Regions from separate parts of the Sus scrofa genome. Here region 2 is linked to region 1. A link is a contact called in public Hi-C data. All regions are on one chromosome and are shown on one strand. The core of a region is the stretch at or near the end of the contact, and the rest is flanking DNA. Distances in the headings are between cores, read along the strand shown. Region 1 holds the start of SMU1 (DNA replication regulator and spliceosomal factor). Region 2 overlaps B4GALT1 (beta-1,4-galactosyltransferase 1).

Evidence for each region. Hi-C and Micro-C count contacts between places; a contact is called where the count stands out from the background.
Region 2: a contact with region 1 is called in a Hi-C map of liver, with 2.4 times the contacts expected there. The contact joins the enhancer-like site here to the promoter of SMU1 in region 1. A contact is called at or near these places in 6 of 47 Hi-C or Micro-C datasets (epiblast stem cells, liver, skeletal muscle and 1 more) and 1 of 2 datasets of contacts at active chromatin or transcription factors (alveolar macrophages).

Annotation. Positions count from the first base shown.
Region 1 is chr10:33,395,906-33,403,818 of Sscrofa11.1, forward strand. It overlaps SMU1 (DNA replication regulator and spliceosomal factor), which reads left to right and starts at 3,478. Exons shown (of 12, transcript NM_001243898.1): 1 at 3,478-3,540. The coding sequence starts at 3,515.
Region 2 is chr10:33,340,636-33,348,548 of Sscrofa11.1, forward strand. All of the region lies in intron 1 of B4GALT1 (beta-1,4-galactosyltransferase 1), which reads left to right. Among named protein-coding and RNA genes, the nearest start is that of B4GALT1, 27 kb to the left of the region's middle. Within about 2 kb of position 4,841, at least 30 of the 83 cell types and tissues checked have an H3K27ac peak or open chromatin away from gene starts, as enhancers often do. A contact at or near this core is called in alveolar macrophages, liver, skeletal muscle and 1 more, where this site is marked.

The DNA.
Region 1 (7,913 bases), core at 2,228-4,727:
CATGCAGACAGGGTTGGCTATCCACCCCACTAGCTCCATCTCCTTTTACTTGCTGGATGATCTGCCATTGTGTTTGGATGCTCAGGAAAGTGTCCCTTCACAGCCCTAGGGATCACATGTGCATGTTTAGGCCACTCAAGGGAATTCCATCCCCCTTGCCAGTGATGTCTTCAACTTGACAAGGTGACAATGATGCCACCTTGGTCAACTTATCAGCTTAAGATGGAGGATATCTGGGAAAGGTTTTTGTCCCTGATAGAAATTAATCTGTGTAGAGACACTCCCCCCATTTTGGCTGCACCCACAGCATATGGAATTCCAGGGTCAGGGACTGAATCGGAGCCACAGCTTTGACCTATGCCACAACTGTGGCAATGCTGGATCTTTAACCCACTCTGCCAGGCATGGGATCAAACCTGAGCCTCAGCAGTGACCCAAGTTGCTACAGAGACAATGCTGGATCTTAACCCACTGCATCATAGGGAGAACTCTGAGAAACCCCTCTTTTGACTCTACAGCCAGGACCACATTGCTCTCTAAAGATAGCAGTCTTGCTCTTTGGAATTTACAAGAAAGCATATTTTGTTCAAAGTTGGAAAAGATGGCTTTCATTCAGATGGGTATACAAAAAAGATGAAGGCCCTCTGCATGAAGGCCCTGCTCTGGAGTAGGAAGTAGGAGTTAAAAAAGTGGAGGTTGAGCAATCCCACTCTTGGGCATATATCCGGACAAAACTCTACTTAAAAGAGACACATGCACCTGCATGTTCATTGCAGCACTATTCACAATAGCCAGGACATGGAAACAACCCAAATGTCCACCCACAGATTATTGGATTAGGAAGATGTGGTATATATACACAATGGAATACTACTCAGCCATAAAAAAGAATGACATAATGCCATTTGCAGCAACATGGATGGAACTAGTGACTCTCATACTGAGTGAAATGAGTCAGAAAGATAAAGACAAATACCTTATGATATCACTTATAACTAGAATCTAATATCCAGCACAAATGAACATCTCCACAGAAAAGAAAATCATGGACTTGGAAAATAGACTTGTGACTGCCTGACGGGAGAGGGAGGGAATGGGAAGGATCTGGAGCTTGGGGTTATCAGATACAACTTAGAATAGATTTACAAGGAGATCCTGCTGAGTAGCATTGAGAACTATGTTTAGATACTCATACTGCAACAGAACAAAGGGTGGGGAAAGAAATATATACATGTAAGGATAACTTGATCCCCTTGCTGTACAGTGGGAAAAAATAAATTAAAAAAATAAAAAATTAAAAAAAAGTGGAGGTTGAGTTAGAAGAACTCTGAGTCATGTCTTGCCATGAGCAGGTAGAATTATGCGATAATTTTTCTCTAGACTTTGCCTTGTTATCATGTTCGATAAAATGGGTCTAACCTAAGAGAAAGGGACAAACAGTTGCCCAATTTTAGCACCTAAATATTGACCTTGCCTTCTACTTCCTTTGCCCATCTTATTGGGGATCTCTCTCCCATACACCTCTCCTTTTTAAACTATCTGGACACCTGTTAGCCTAGTTTACAATGGCAGCTTTCCTGTGGTTGGCCTGCCCTCTGCTGGATTAAGGAGACGAATTGCAGAGACATGCACTTCTGGGAAGGGCCAGCTTTCTGGAAAGGGGACGTGATCAGGAGACTGGATTTCCCTTGGGGTCACTCTAGGCTGTTTATTAACCAGAAATTAGGTCTAGGAGGCTGTGACCCAGCTCTTGAGTGTGCAGTGTATTCATCTTCCTTTTAGAGGTTAGAAATTGTCTGTGTTGTGTGCCTGTTTGAGGTTCTTTATCCATGTACAGGTGGAGAGATGTGAGAGACCTCATTTGTCTAGTGATAAAAATGAAATATTCTAGGAGTTCCCATTGTGGTGCAGCAGAAATGAATCTGACTAGCATCCATGAGGATGCAGGTTCAATCCCTGGCCTTGCTCAGTGGGTTAAGGAGCTAGTGTTGCTGTGGCATAGGCCGGCAGCTACAGCTCTGATTCAACCCCTAGTCTGGGACTCTCCATATGCTGTGGCTGCAGCCCCCCCCACCCCAAAAAGACAAAAACAAAATAAACCAAAAAATGAAATATCCTAGACAAGTTGATATTTAGCAATTGTCACAGTTTATCAAATTGCTAATAAGGGATCAGCAAGGTAATAAAGCTTATGCTTTGGGTATGGGAATGATATGGAAATTGATGGGTTATATAGTTGGGATACAGAAGATTTACATAAGCAACTAGTTTAGTGGGGGAAGAAACTTCCTAACTAGGTAAAGAGTGCAGTTTGATTATATAAAGTAACAAATGTCATAGTCAAATCTGCTGTTACAGAGGAAACATGGATGAGGATAGTTTGTGATGCTGAGCATTGGCTGTCAATCAGAGATTAAAAGTCAGGAGTTCCCTGGTGGCTCAGTGGGTTAAGGATCTGGTGTTGTCACTGCTGTTACAGATCCCCCTGGGGTTCAGTTCCTGGCCCTGAGAATTTCACATGCTGTGGGAATGGCTTAAAAATACAAATTTTACAACACAGATTTCTTACCATTGTGCTGCAAATATTTTTTTAAAAATTACAAAGGATGGCAAAAAAATATTTAAAAAAATAACCTACATGAAATTCATTAATATCTCTACTTTTCACTTGTCTCTGCTAATTTAATTACGTATGGCTTAAAGTCTATTAAAAGAAGTCGCAAATCTCCTTTTACATATTTGTATTTGCCTTCGTCGTTTTTCTTGTAATTGCATCACTGTTGTGAAACCATTTTCAAGTAAATACTTAGTTGGAAATGCTACAAGTAATCTAGCTCTTTCGAAGAAGTGAATATGCAAATCCCTAAGGCCCAAACTTAATCAGATTAATTTAAATGTGTTTTGGCTTTAAAATCTTTCATTTATTCACTTAAACTTAATGAACTCTTCTACAAATGTTGCTAACTGGGCCACTGGTTTCCAATGTCTTAATCTCCCAGAGATGTATTGTAAATCCAACTCTTTTTTTATTGGCTACATTCATGGCGTATGGAAGTTCCAGAACCAGGGACTGATTCCGAGCCGCAGCTGTAACCTATGCTCTGCGCTAGTTTTGAACCCATGCCTCCTCAGCAACCTGAACTGCAGCAGTCAGGTTCTCAACCCACTGCGCCACAGCGGGAACTCCCAATCCAACTATACCTTTAAATCTAGTCAACTAATTAAAAAGTAAACCAAAAAAGAAAAATTTTAAAACCAGTCCTTTAAGGATAACTTCCCCTCCAAGAAAAAGAAAGGATTCTATAGGAGCCGGTGCCTATGTTCCAACTCTCGACAGAAGAGTTGAAGCTCCGCCCCTCACGTACTCCACGCCCCTCTTCCGTACAGACCGCGCCCAGAGCCTGCGTCTGACGTCGAGCGGAAGTGACGTATAGGGGCCGCCGGAGGTGTCGTTGGTGCGTTGCGCGGCTGGGCCTTAGAGTGGAGTGAGGCCTGCGCTCAGGAAGCTAGAGCCATGTCGATCGAAATCGAGTCCTCGGAGTGAGTCCTGCAGTGGGAATGTTACCGAAGTGGCCGGGGCCGGGAGGCAGAGGGTTGCGGGGGTGGGAGTGGGAGGTGGTGGAAGCTGCTCGGGGGAGGCGTCCGAGAGGCTGGGGAGCGGAGGGGCATTTCCTTTCCTATAAAGAAGCTTTTGGGATCTGGCTACCTTGGAGGTGGACCTACAGAGAGGTAGCAGATGAGAAGCCCAAAGCCCTGTGGAAGGTGGCGCGGGGCTGGGGGAAGGAGACTCCTGGAAAACCTGAATTCTAGCCCTCGCCAACTTCTGCTGTACCTTGTAACTGAGCAAATTAGCCATCCTATTTGGATTCCGGTCTATCAGCACAAGGGGGCTGGGCTCGACGCCATCCATCTCTTCCCGTCCCCATCGAACACCGTGGTGGTTTCCTCCCTGTGCGTGCACCGTCCTTTGCTTTCTTCTGCACAGCTTTTGGTATCGTCACCGTTTTTCTGCCCATCCTACTAACCTGTATAGCTCCTAGGGACTCGTTTGCATTATAGTCCCAATTCCCAGCCCATCGTAAAGGCTCAATAATTGCTTTTAGAATGAATGAACGACTATTTTATCAGGTTCTGTCTGGCGCTGAATTTTATTTAGCGTGTGAGCTCTGTAGTCACAAAGGAGGGACAGAATTTGGAGATTGGGCAAGGAGAATGATAAATTTGGGAGAGAGGGGGACTAACGAATGATTGAAGAAAGTCTTCAGTAAACTTCTCCAGGACTCCATCCTCCACCTTGTTCTTGCCAACGCTTAGTAGTTAAGTCAGCAGACAACATTTGTGTCCTGAGTGTAAAGGAGAGGACTTGTCCTGAAGATCTGCCATAGGAGGAAGGGAGGTTTATTCATTTAGCAAATACTGAGATCTACTGTGTATATTTGTTCTAGCCCCTGGGACTGTAGTAGTGAACGAAACAGACAATAACCCTTGCTCTTAGGGAAAGTACATTGTGATGGGGAAGGCAGACAGCAGACAAAATCAGTAAGTAAGATAGCTTAGCAGATGGCTGTAAGTGTTGTGGAGAAAAATAAAGCAAAGATGGACAGTGAAGACAGTTATGGCAGGAGTTGGAAAGGAATCCACCCTTTGGGGCCTGAATAAAATCGGGCACTGACCATCCTCCCAGCCTTGGCTGCAGCATGTTTTTGTGATCAGTAATTGCTGCTATTTACTAAGTATTCTCTATGCTAGTTACACTATGTGTTGTAGTCAATCCCTTTGATCAATCCTACAGGGTAGGTATTTTTCTTAACAGATGAGGAAACAGGCAAAGAGATGTTAATTGACTTGTCTGCAAGTCACAGTTAGTGAAAGAACTCTGATTGAAATCCCAGCCTATCTCCAAAGCTTTTAGCTCTTTGTGTATTACATTGTGTTTGAAGGAAGTGAATTTGATTTTGGTTATATCAAATTTGAGTTCTTTGCAAGGATGGAGTCTCATATTAGGAGTGTAAGTGGAAGTGTCCTATGGAAGCCAGGGATTGAACCCGAGCCACAGCAGTGGCAACCCCAAATCCTTAGGCCATCAGGGAACTCCTGCAGGAACTGTTTTTAAGAGGGTATTTGGGGAGTTCCCGCTGTGGTACAACAGGATTGACATTGTCTCTGCAGCACCAGGACACAGGTTCAGTCTCCATCACAGTGGGTTAAAGGATCCCATTGCCATAGGTCACAGCTGCAGCTCCGATCTGATCCCTGATCTACAAACTCCATATGGCTCAGGGCCGCCAAAAATGATAAAAAAAAAAAAAAAAAAGGTGTTTGCTTTCCTGTCTGGGATGATGCTACCTGCCACACTGCCAGTTTGAATCTTTTTTTTTTTCCATTTACCTCTGTTACTTGGTCACATCCTCACGTAAAATGGACATAAGAGTAATGCCATCTTTATAGGTTTTTGTTTTGTTTTTTGCCTTTTGTGCTTTTAGGGCCCCAACAGCAGCAGCATTTGGAGGTTCCCAGGCTAGGGGTCTAATTGGAGCTACAGCTGCCAGCCTATACCACAGCCACAGCAACACCAGATCCGAGCTGCATCTGCGATCTACACCACAGCTCACGGCAACGCCGGATCATTAACCCACTGAGCAAGGCCAGGGATCGAACCTGCAACCTCCCGGATTCGTTTCCACTGTGCCATGACGGGAACTCTGGGTTTGTTTGTTTGTTTGTTTTTTTAAAGGCAGTACCTGTGACATATGGACATTCCTGGGCCGGGGATTGAATCCGAGCTGCAGCTGTGGCAACGCTGGATCCTTTAACCCACTGCACCAGGCCAGTGCTGCTGAAACAACCTGAGCTGCTGCAGTTGGATTCTTTTTTTTTTTTTTTTTCCTTTTTAGGGTGGAACCTGAGGCATATGGAAGTTCCCATGCTAGGGTCAAATTGGAGCTGTAGCCACCAGCCTACACCACAGCCACAGCCATGCCGGATCTGCGCCAAGTCTGTGACCTACACCATAGTCACAGCAACGCCAGATCTCCCACCCACTGATTGAGGCCAGAGATCTAACCTGCATCCTCATGAATACTAGTTGGGTTCGATTCCTCTGAGCCATGCTGGAACTCCTGCAGTTGTATTCTTAATCCACTGCACCACAGCAGGAACTCCCTCATAGGGTTGTTTTGAGGGTAAATGAATCCAAAATGCTTAGAATAGTCCCTGGTATATAGTAAACACATAATAAACATCAGTTGTTACTTTTTGATTATTGTTTCTCTCCTGGGAAAGAGAATTGATTAAATTACGATCTGAAACCCCTTCCAGTCAGGACAGTGTGACCCCCTATACAAGTGCTGTCAAGTAGAAATACAGTGTGAGCCACATAGGAGCTTTTAAGGCAAAAGAAAAAGTGTATCATAGCATTGTGCAGTGAACTTTTACTGTCTATGTGAACAAATTCAGCACCAGACTCCTTAATAGTAAGCCCAAGATCAAGGTTTAACTATATATATTTAACTATAAATGGCCTGTAAGTTTTCTGTCACATGCTGAAAATTGTTGCTTGTTCTCTCAGTATTTGGAAGTTGTTGGGCCTCTTGGGAAACTGAATCCACAGTGTTTTTATTTCACTTATCTTGAAAATTTCTTTCTTTGTGTGTTTGTGCTTTTTAGGACCAAAATCAGACTAGAACCATGAGGTTGCAGGTTCGATCCCTGGCCTTGATTAGTGGATTAAGGATCTGATGTTGCCTTGAGCTGTGGTGTAGGCCGGCACCTGTAGTTCTGATTTGACCCCTGGCTTGGGAACCTCCATGTGCTGCAAGTGCAGCCATGAAAAGCAAAAAAAAGGACTAGATCATCCAATTATTTAAGTATTTTGTGTCAATGACTAGGTTAGGTGTAAAATATTTTACTAAGGTGTCTAACAGTGTAATCATATGAATTAATAAGAAAATTCGGGAGTTCCCTTCATGACTCATCAGTTAACAAACCTGACTAGGATTTATGAGGATGCGGGTTTGATTCCTGGTCTCGATCAGTGGGTTAAGCGGCATTGCTGTGTACTCTGGTGTAAGTCACAGACGTGGCTCAGATCTGGCAACAGCTGTAGCTCCAATTTGAACCCCAGCCTGGGAACTTCCATGCCCCAGGTGTGGCCCTAAAAAACAAAAGAAAGAAAGAAAGAAATTTGACATAATGAAAAGATCCCTGGCCTTGAAAATAAGAGAATCTCCTTGGTACTGACTTCCTTTCTAGCTGACTGTGAGACATTGGGCAAATTATTCCCTTTTCCGAACCCTAGTTCTTATATTTCTGAGTTGGAGGTAGGACTGGATGATCCCCAAGGTCTCTTGTAACTTAGATTCTGTGATTTTTTTGGGGGAAAGTTTTACTCACATGATAAAGAAGTGGAAGGCAGAGCCTCCTTTCCTGCCTGCTTGCATTTCTCTCAAGCTTTTTATCTTTTTTTTTTTTTTTGTCTTTTTATAGCCACACTCGCAGCATATGGAGGTTCCCAGGCTAAGGGTCCATCGCAGCTGCAGCTGCCAGCCTGTGCCATAGCCACAGGAACTTGGGATTTGAGCCACATCTGCGAAGGCCAGATCTTTACCCCACTGAGCGAGGCCAGGGATTGAACCTGCATCACCATGGTCACTAGTCAGATTCGTTTCTGCTGAGCTATGGCAGGAACTCCACAAGCTCTTATCTTTTTTTTCTTTTTTGTCTTTTCAGGGCTGCACCCACAGCATATGGAGGTTCCCAGGCTAGGGGTTCAGTTGGAGCTGTAGCTGCTAGCCTATGCCAGAGCCACAGCAACTCAGTATCGAGCCATGTCTGCGACCTGCACCATAGCTCATAGCAATGCCGGATCCTTAACCCACTGAGTGAGGCCAGGGATCGAACCTGCAACCTCATGG
Region 2 (7,913 bases), core at 3,591-6,090, 54 kb before region 1:
ACCCCTTGAGGGTTCGAATATGGGCTTGTAAAGGTTGTAATGTTGGTTCTTAAAGGGGGTTTGTGAGCATATGGAACAGGGGCCAATTAGCCTGAGGGATTTGGGCAAAGCTTTGAAGTTCAAAGTTTGAGCTTTGAAGGAATGTTCCCTTACCCACTTCGAAAAGGCTTGTGAGTTAATTTATAAGAATATGCACTGGGAGTTCCCGTTGTGGCTCAGCAGGTTAGGAAACCGATTAGTATTCATGATGTTGGTTCGATTCCTGGCCTCACTCAGTATGTTAAGGATCCAGCGTTGCTGCAAGCTGTAGTCTAGGTCGTAGGTGCAGCTCGGATCTGGCGCTGCTGTGGCTGTGGCATGGGCTTCAGCTGCAACTCTGATTTGAACCCTAGCCTGGGAATTTCCATATGCCACAGGTGTAGCCCTAAAAAAAAAAAGAAAAAAGAATATTTACCATAAAAAGGGTCAACATAGGAGTTCCCCTGTGGTACAGTGGATTAAGGATCTGACATTGTCACTGAAGAGGCTTGGGTCACTGCTGTGGGGTGGGTAAAAAGATAAACGGTAGCTTGTAAACTTAAGATTGGAGAAGTGTTAGATATTCAGATGCTGCAGTCCAGCATTGCTATTACATCTGTTCCTTTGCAAAAACCAAAAGTGAAACAGAGCAACAATACACAGTAGTTCCTGGGTGTAAGTTGTTTTTCTTGGTGCCTCACTCTTTATTTTGTCTTATTTTATTTTATTGTCTTTTTAGGGCTGCACCTGCCGCATATGGAGGTTCCCAGGCTAGGCGCTGAATTGGAGCTGAAGCCACCAGCCTATGGCTTATGCCACAGCCACACCACCGCCAGATCCGAGCTGCATCTGAGACCTACACCACAGCTCACAGCAATGCTGGATCCTTAACCCACTGAGCGAGGCCAGGAATCGAACCTGCATCCTCATGGATATTAGTCAAGTTCGTTAACTGCTGAGCCACGACTGGAGCTCCTTGGTGCCTCACTCTTAAAGAGTTTCATGGTGGGAGGGAGGTGGTGATTAACAGGTGAGCCTGAAAACCTACATTTCTCAAAATATAGTCTAGGGACCTGCACTTATGAAAAGGTGGAGTTCTGGGCCCCAGACCCAGACTTACCGACTCAAAAGCTCTGGGGAGTAGGATGCAAGAATCTACAGTTTTACAGGCTCCCCCGGATGATTCTTCGTCTAGTCCCCAGTTTGTGAGCCTCTGCAATAGAAACCTCAGTCATATCTTGAAAGCCAATGCAATAAAGAAAAGGAGACTGCTTGGCCTTCGTTTGAAAGCTGGGTGGGAATTTAGTGGGAGAGGGAGCAGTGTACAAGCAAAGGCAGTTCCACTGAGGTTCCTTCCCGGCTGGGTCCTTTTCGGGTCATGCTTTGGAAGACCTACAATGTGTGGCAGTTCAGCACATGGCAGGGCCACTCCTCTCCCCAGAGATGGACGGAGGAGCCGCTGGCCCCATTGTACCTGACTGGTTCAGCTTCGCTTGGCCACCTGGGCTCTGCTCTGCAGACCTCCTCTAGCAGGCTTTTATTTTTTGAGTGCATACTTTGTTTTTCTCTGTGCCCCCAAATGCAGCGTTCTGAGACCACAAATGTTCTCTGCTTCCTGTTGAAAAACATTTTTCCTCCCTGGGTCTAGTAGTGGCTTGGATGGTGATCTGGCAGAAAGAACAGTGGGTGTTGAACTTGTGTTCTACATGCAGTGGACCCGAGACATAGCAAGTCAGCCTTTGGAATAGATTATTCCTGTTTTCTGGTCATGGAGTTGTATGTTTTGAAGTCTTATTTTGGAAGACACATCTTTATTGAGAAAGGAACGAAGGAGCAATCACTGTTCTTGTCCTTGGGTTATATTTTTAAATATTTACTGTTCAAGTTTAAAGATATACCCAAAGGTATAAAGAAAAATACCTTGAACATCTGGTTTAAGAGACAAATCATTTCCAGAGAGTTCCCTTTGTGGCTCAGCGGTTAACAAACCCGACCAGGATCCATGAGGATGCAGGTTTGATCCCTGGCCTTGCTCAGTGGGATAAGGATCCGGCGTTGCTGTGAGCTGTGGTGTAGGTTGAAGACACAGCTCGGATCCCAAGTTGCTGTGCTGTGGCGTAGGCTGGCGGCTACAGCCCCGATTTGATCCCTAGCCTGGAAACTTTCATATGCCTTGGTTGCAGCCCTAAAAAACAAAAAGAAAAGAAACAAATCATTTCCAGTACTTTTGACACCTTTGTGAATTACATTTTATTTTATTTTAATTCATTTGGCTGCCATGTGGCATATGGAGTGCCTGGGCCAGGGATCGAATCCAAGTCAGGGTTACAACCTATGTCACAGCTGCATCAATGCAGATCCTTAACCTGCTGCTTTGGGCCGGGGATCAAACCCATGTTCTTGCTGCTACAGAGACACTGTTGATCCCCTTATGCCACAGCAGGAACTCCACGAGTTAGATTTTAAAACCTAATGAGAAATAGTTAACATGAGCCTTGAGCAGTCCCATCTGGTGGCTCTCTGTCCTGTGCTCTTCCATCAAGTTTTCTTGAGTTTTATAGACATCCTCTTGGTCACTTCTCTCAGTGGCAGGGAGAATAGCTGTGCACCATCCCCTCAGCTAAGATTTGTGGGCGTATTCTGTGTCCATGGCAGCCAAGTGGACACTCACAGTTCTTCTCCCAGAGAGGAACTGCAGAGAAACAAATCTGCTTCTCTGCAAAGCTTTTCTTGCCTCTGTTCCTTGGCTCCAGTGTTGACTCCCCTTCCTTTGTGCCATTTCAGCTGTTCCCACCATTGTCTCCCTCTCTGTCATTGTTTGCTTTGCAGGTCTCCCTCCCCACCAAGGGCAAAGACTTCTTAACCCAGCCCCACTGCTGCATGCCCGCCACCAATTGGCATGTGGTGTGTGCTAACCAGGTGCATGGTTGAATGGATGTGGTGCTGTGAGTTTTAATGGAGGTAGAGGAGAGTAAGAACCAATCTCGAGTGGTCCCAGAAGGCTTCCTAGGGGAGGTGATGTTTGAGCCGCGGCCACGTAGCTGTTGGATTGGTTATAATGAAGTCCTTGGGGAATTCTAGAGAGCTTCTCTACCCTGAAGGACTAGAGAGAAGATTTGGGCTGAGGCCCGTGCAGTAGACAGCGCTTCTCTTTTCTAGTCTAAGGGGTCATAAGGTGCATTGTGTGTTGTTCGGACCACGGTAGACAGCTGTTGTTCCCAAGCCTGGGGATTTGGTAGTGCCTGGCTCAGCTTCCAGTGCATATCTGGCCTTCAGAAAATTGGTACAGAGAAAAATGGCTCACCCACCTGTGCCTGAGGAACAGTACTGTGGTGGGGATGAGAGGAGGGGAAGGGATGCTTTGAAGAGGGGCTGCTATACCGTTACATCGGAGGCCTGGCCAAGGGAGGGATTCCAGCATCTCAACTTTTTGAACCACAAAGCTCTAGGCACTGTCTAGTTCCCAAATATATTAATTTCATGGCCCAGGAAAAAAAATTTTTAACTTGGAGGCTCCAACATCAAAATCCATGTGATTATTTCATAAAATAAAGGGGATTTTGATGTTTAAAGAGTAAGAAGCAGAATTCAGAGTTTCTGTTGTGGCTCAGTGGGTTAAGAACCTGACATAGTGTCTGCAAGGATGTGGGTTATTTTATTTTTTTTATTTTTAGGGCCGCACTCACGGCATATGGAGGGAGGTTCCCAGGCTAGGGATCTAATTGGAGCTACAGCTGCCGGCCTACACCACAGCCGCATCTTCAACCTATACGATAGCTCACAGCAACGCCACATCCTTAACCCACTGAGCAAGGCCAGGGATTGAACCCTCAACCTCATAGTTCCTAGTTGGATTGTTTTTACTATGCCACAACAGGAACTCTGAGGATGTGGGTTCGATCCCAGACCTCGCTTGGTGGATTAAGGATCTGGAATTGCCACAAGCTGTGGCATAGGCTTAGATCCAGTGTTGCTGTGGCTGTGGTATAGGCCTGTAGCTGCATCTCCGATTGGACCCCTAGCCTCGGAACTTCCATATGCTGCAGGTGTGGCCATAGAAAGAAAAATAAAATAGAATATCGTTGGTGAAACTCCAAAAAAAAAGGCAGCAGCAGCAGAATTACCTGCTGGCTCATCGAGTTATGGATCTAGCATTGTCACTGCTTTGGCTTGGGTCAGTGCTATGGCAAGAGTTCTGTCCCTGACCTGGGAACTTTCACATGCCATGGGTGTGACCAACAAACAAACAAACAAACAGAAGCATGCCATGGACATTCTGATACATTGATTATGTTGAGCTTAATGAAGGACCACCTACATCATCTTGACTTTGACCATTTTGCCCGGCTGGTGAAACATTGTCACCACCTCACATCAGGCCAAGGACTGTCTTGAACCATTGGCTGATCAGTTGGGAAGCAGCGACTAGATGTTCCAGCCTGTTTTGCTGAGCCGAGAAGATGACCAAGGGGTTCAGGCAGCACAAAAGCGAGGCAGGGAGTCTATGCGGGGCTGGCTCTAAATTCGCAGCACTTTAGATGGCAGGGCACGTGTGTGTTTGGGTTTGCTGTGCTGGGCAAGGGAGCAGTGGAATTTGTCTAAGTTGAGCTCACACATTGAAGTTATTGAGCGTCTTACACGCAAGGCCATGACCTAGACTCCCAGCCGAGAGGCCCACGTGGCAGGGTTTTAGCAAGGGGCGGGGAGCCCAGGACATGCTCACATCTGCTCATCTGCTTACGTAACCCTGCTTCCCAGCTCCCAGAGCCAAGAAAACACACAAGCCGGCCCAGCGGGGCCCAGGGCCTGTGGTAGCACACGCCATGCGCCACACAGCAAGGGGGACTTGGCTCAGTTTGAGGACTGTCATGAAGCCTCAGGCCTCTGCTTCCTTCCTGTGCCTCTGCCCACGGCCGCGGCCATGGCTCTGAGACCTGCTGGCAGGCCTGCATGGTGCTGGGCAGAGCTGGTCACTGGCCTTCTGGACCCTGAACCCTCTGGACTTTCTTATTAGGACAGAGCTAGGTGTGCCTCGTGGCAGGAGGTGTGCAGGGCCCGCAGGTGGGCCTCCCAGCTGGCACTGAACCCCAAAAGACTTTCAGCCCCAGGTCTGGAGCTGCCACGGTTGCTGAGCACAGACCCATCTCAGGGGCGTGAGCTGCAGGGTTCACAGCAGTGGCAGCTTCACGAACAGAAGTGGGGAAAGAATTGCCAGATTGAGCAAGAGGGGCAGGATGGGGGTCAGCATGCTCCAGGTGCTTGGAGACACAGAGGGTCGTTAGAGGGGCACAGGGAGGGTTAGGGGGATGAGAAGAGGCTGTTCGGTGATCAAACTCTGCATAGAGCCTTTGGGACAGCAATTTGTTGAACAGCCTTGATCCAGGGTAGTTTTCACGTAGGTCCTGCCTCATGCTTAGCAGGGAGCTCCTGGAAGTCAGGAGCTGTCCCATCTGTCCCATCACCTCCCACCTCCCCTGCCTGGTACACAGAAAGCATCTAGAAAGGTTTTTTTTTGTTTGTTTTTGTTTTTGTTTTTAGGGCTACTTCTGTGGCATATGGAAGTTCCCAGGCTAGGGGTCGAATCAGAGCTGCAGCTGCCAGCCTATGTGAGTTCCGACCCTTGTCTGTGGCCTGCACTGTAGGTCATGGCAATGCTGGATCATTAACCCACTGAGCAAGGCCAGGGATTGAACTTGGATCCTCATGTCGGGCTCATTTCTGCTGAGCCACAGCAGGAACCCCTCTAGAAAGTATTGATTGACATGAATTGAAAGTGGCCTTGACACACCACAGAAAACATTTACATTAAACCCTTTGGAAGAGACTCTGGCTTGATTCTTGAGTAAGTGCCCATGGATGGATTGTCATATGCTGTTAGCACCTTATATGTGTGAGCATGTGTGCGTGCGTGCATGAATTCCTGTTTTCTGTGTGTGTATGTGTTCTGGGGTTGGAGGGAGAAGGGAGATGGAAGATGGACCACCCAGATTATCAGCTCCCATGATTGGGTGGACAGTGTTATCAGTTGCTGAAGGTCCTCTGGAGCAGAAATGAGTTTGGTCTTTGGTGGTGGTGGTGGTTAAATAAGAGTCCGTTTGAGGTCCAATCCCTGCAGTTTACAAATGGGAAACCATCCTGTGAGCAGATGGTACTTGCTCAAAGATCTTCCAGCAAGTCACTGGTAGAGTTGAAAACTGAGGCCCAGGCAGCCTTTCTCCTGACCAGAAAACTCTACCTCAGGACCACCTTCCTGGAACTGCGTAAGGGGCAAAATTTAGATGCTTCTAGCCTGCAGGTGCCTGCTCCAGGGAGGCTGGGCAGACCAAGTGTGAATTCCTGTTTTCTGGGTGGGTTTCAGAAGGCGTGAGAAAGCTGGCAGGGTGACAGTCCAGATGACTCTTGGGTTCCTGAAAATCGAGTTATGTTTAGCAGCACCTTCAGAACCAAAGGTGGGGCAGGCTGGGGATGGGGTGCAGCTGTTGTGGGGCCCTCTGAAGTGAGAAGGGCTCAATGATAGATCTTCTTTTCATGTTTTTCACAAGTGCCCCGTGCAGCAGGGCCTCCAGAAGACTTTGCCCAAGGTTGGAGAGCTGAGCAAGCCAGGTCTACCAACCTTGTGGAAAAGGGCTATTTCCATGAAAGCCCCGAGGCCAGTGAAGGTGGGAGGTCCAGCTCCCTGCTGCCCAACTTGTCCAGTAAGAATCACCTGGTCCTTGGAGTTCCCATTGTGGCTCAGCGGAAACGAATCTGACTAGCATCCATGAGGACTCAGGTTTGATCTGTGGCCTCACTCAGTCGCTGAAGGATCCAGTGTTGCTGTGAGCTGTGGTGTAGGCCGGCAGCTGTAGCTCCAATTTGACCCCTAGCCTGGAAACCTCCATGTGCTGCACGTGCGACCCTAAAAAGACAAAAAAAAAAAAAAAAAAAAAATCACCTGGTCCTTGTGATCTACACAGGTCCCTTCCAAGATCTACTGCATCAGACTCTCTAGGAGAGGGCCTGAGAGGCCACAATTTTAGTGATTGTCTCACTTGATCCTGATGATAGGTGTGGGGAAAACTGGGCCACGTTAACCCCTTAGTTCTGGAGCATAGTACTACTCACCTGAGGGCATCCAGGGAGGCTGGAGCCAGGTCAGCAGGAGTCACGTGAGGGACTCATCTTTAAGGCCTCTGTTCCTCCAGAAACAGAGGTGTGTGGCCAGGGAGGGACCAGAGCTTTTGGGCCCATGAAGACCCCCTTCCTCCCCCAGTGGGTCTGCTGTCTGAGCTCTGCAGGAATGAGGAGAGCCAAAGGACAAGGCCAGGGAGTTCCGCTTGTGGCTCAGTTTTGATTCCTGGCCCTACTCAGTGGGTTAAGGATCTGAGCTGTGGTGTAGGTTGCAGACTTGACTCAGATCTGGAGTTGCTATGGCTGTGATGAAGGCCGGCAGCTGCAGCTCCGATTAGACCCCTAGCCTGAGAACTTCCATATGCCACACATGTGGCCCCAAAAAGAAAAGCCAAAAAAAAAAAAAAAAAGGGCCCAAGCCCCCAGGGGGTGCCCCACTCCCGTGAAATAACTGCTCAGCACCACCAGCCCCCTGGAAGAGCCCCTGCAGCCCAGAAAAGCTGCAACAAGCTCGGCCAGACTGTGAAAAGATCCGCCTACATTCTCAGGCTGTCCTTCTGAGTTGGGCTGCCCTAGGGAAGAGCCTCTTAGGTTCTCAGTGACCCAGATAGCTGCTCCAGCCCCCAGGGGGTGATGCACCCTTGAAGAGCAGCTGCCCAACACCGCCAACCCCCTGCAAGAACCCCACAGCCTAAAAACACCAGAGCAAGCTCTGCATGACCAAGTGAAATCTGCTACCATCGTGGTGTGGACCTCCCAGTCCTGTCCGCCCTCAGGAAGTCCTC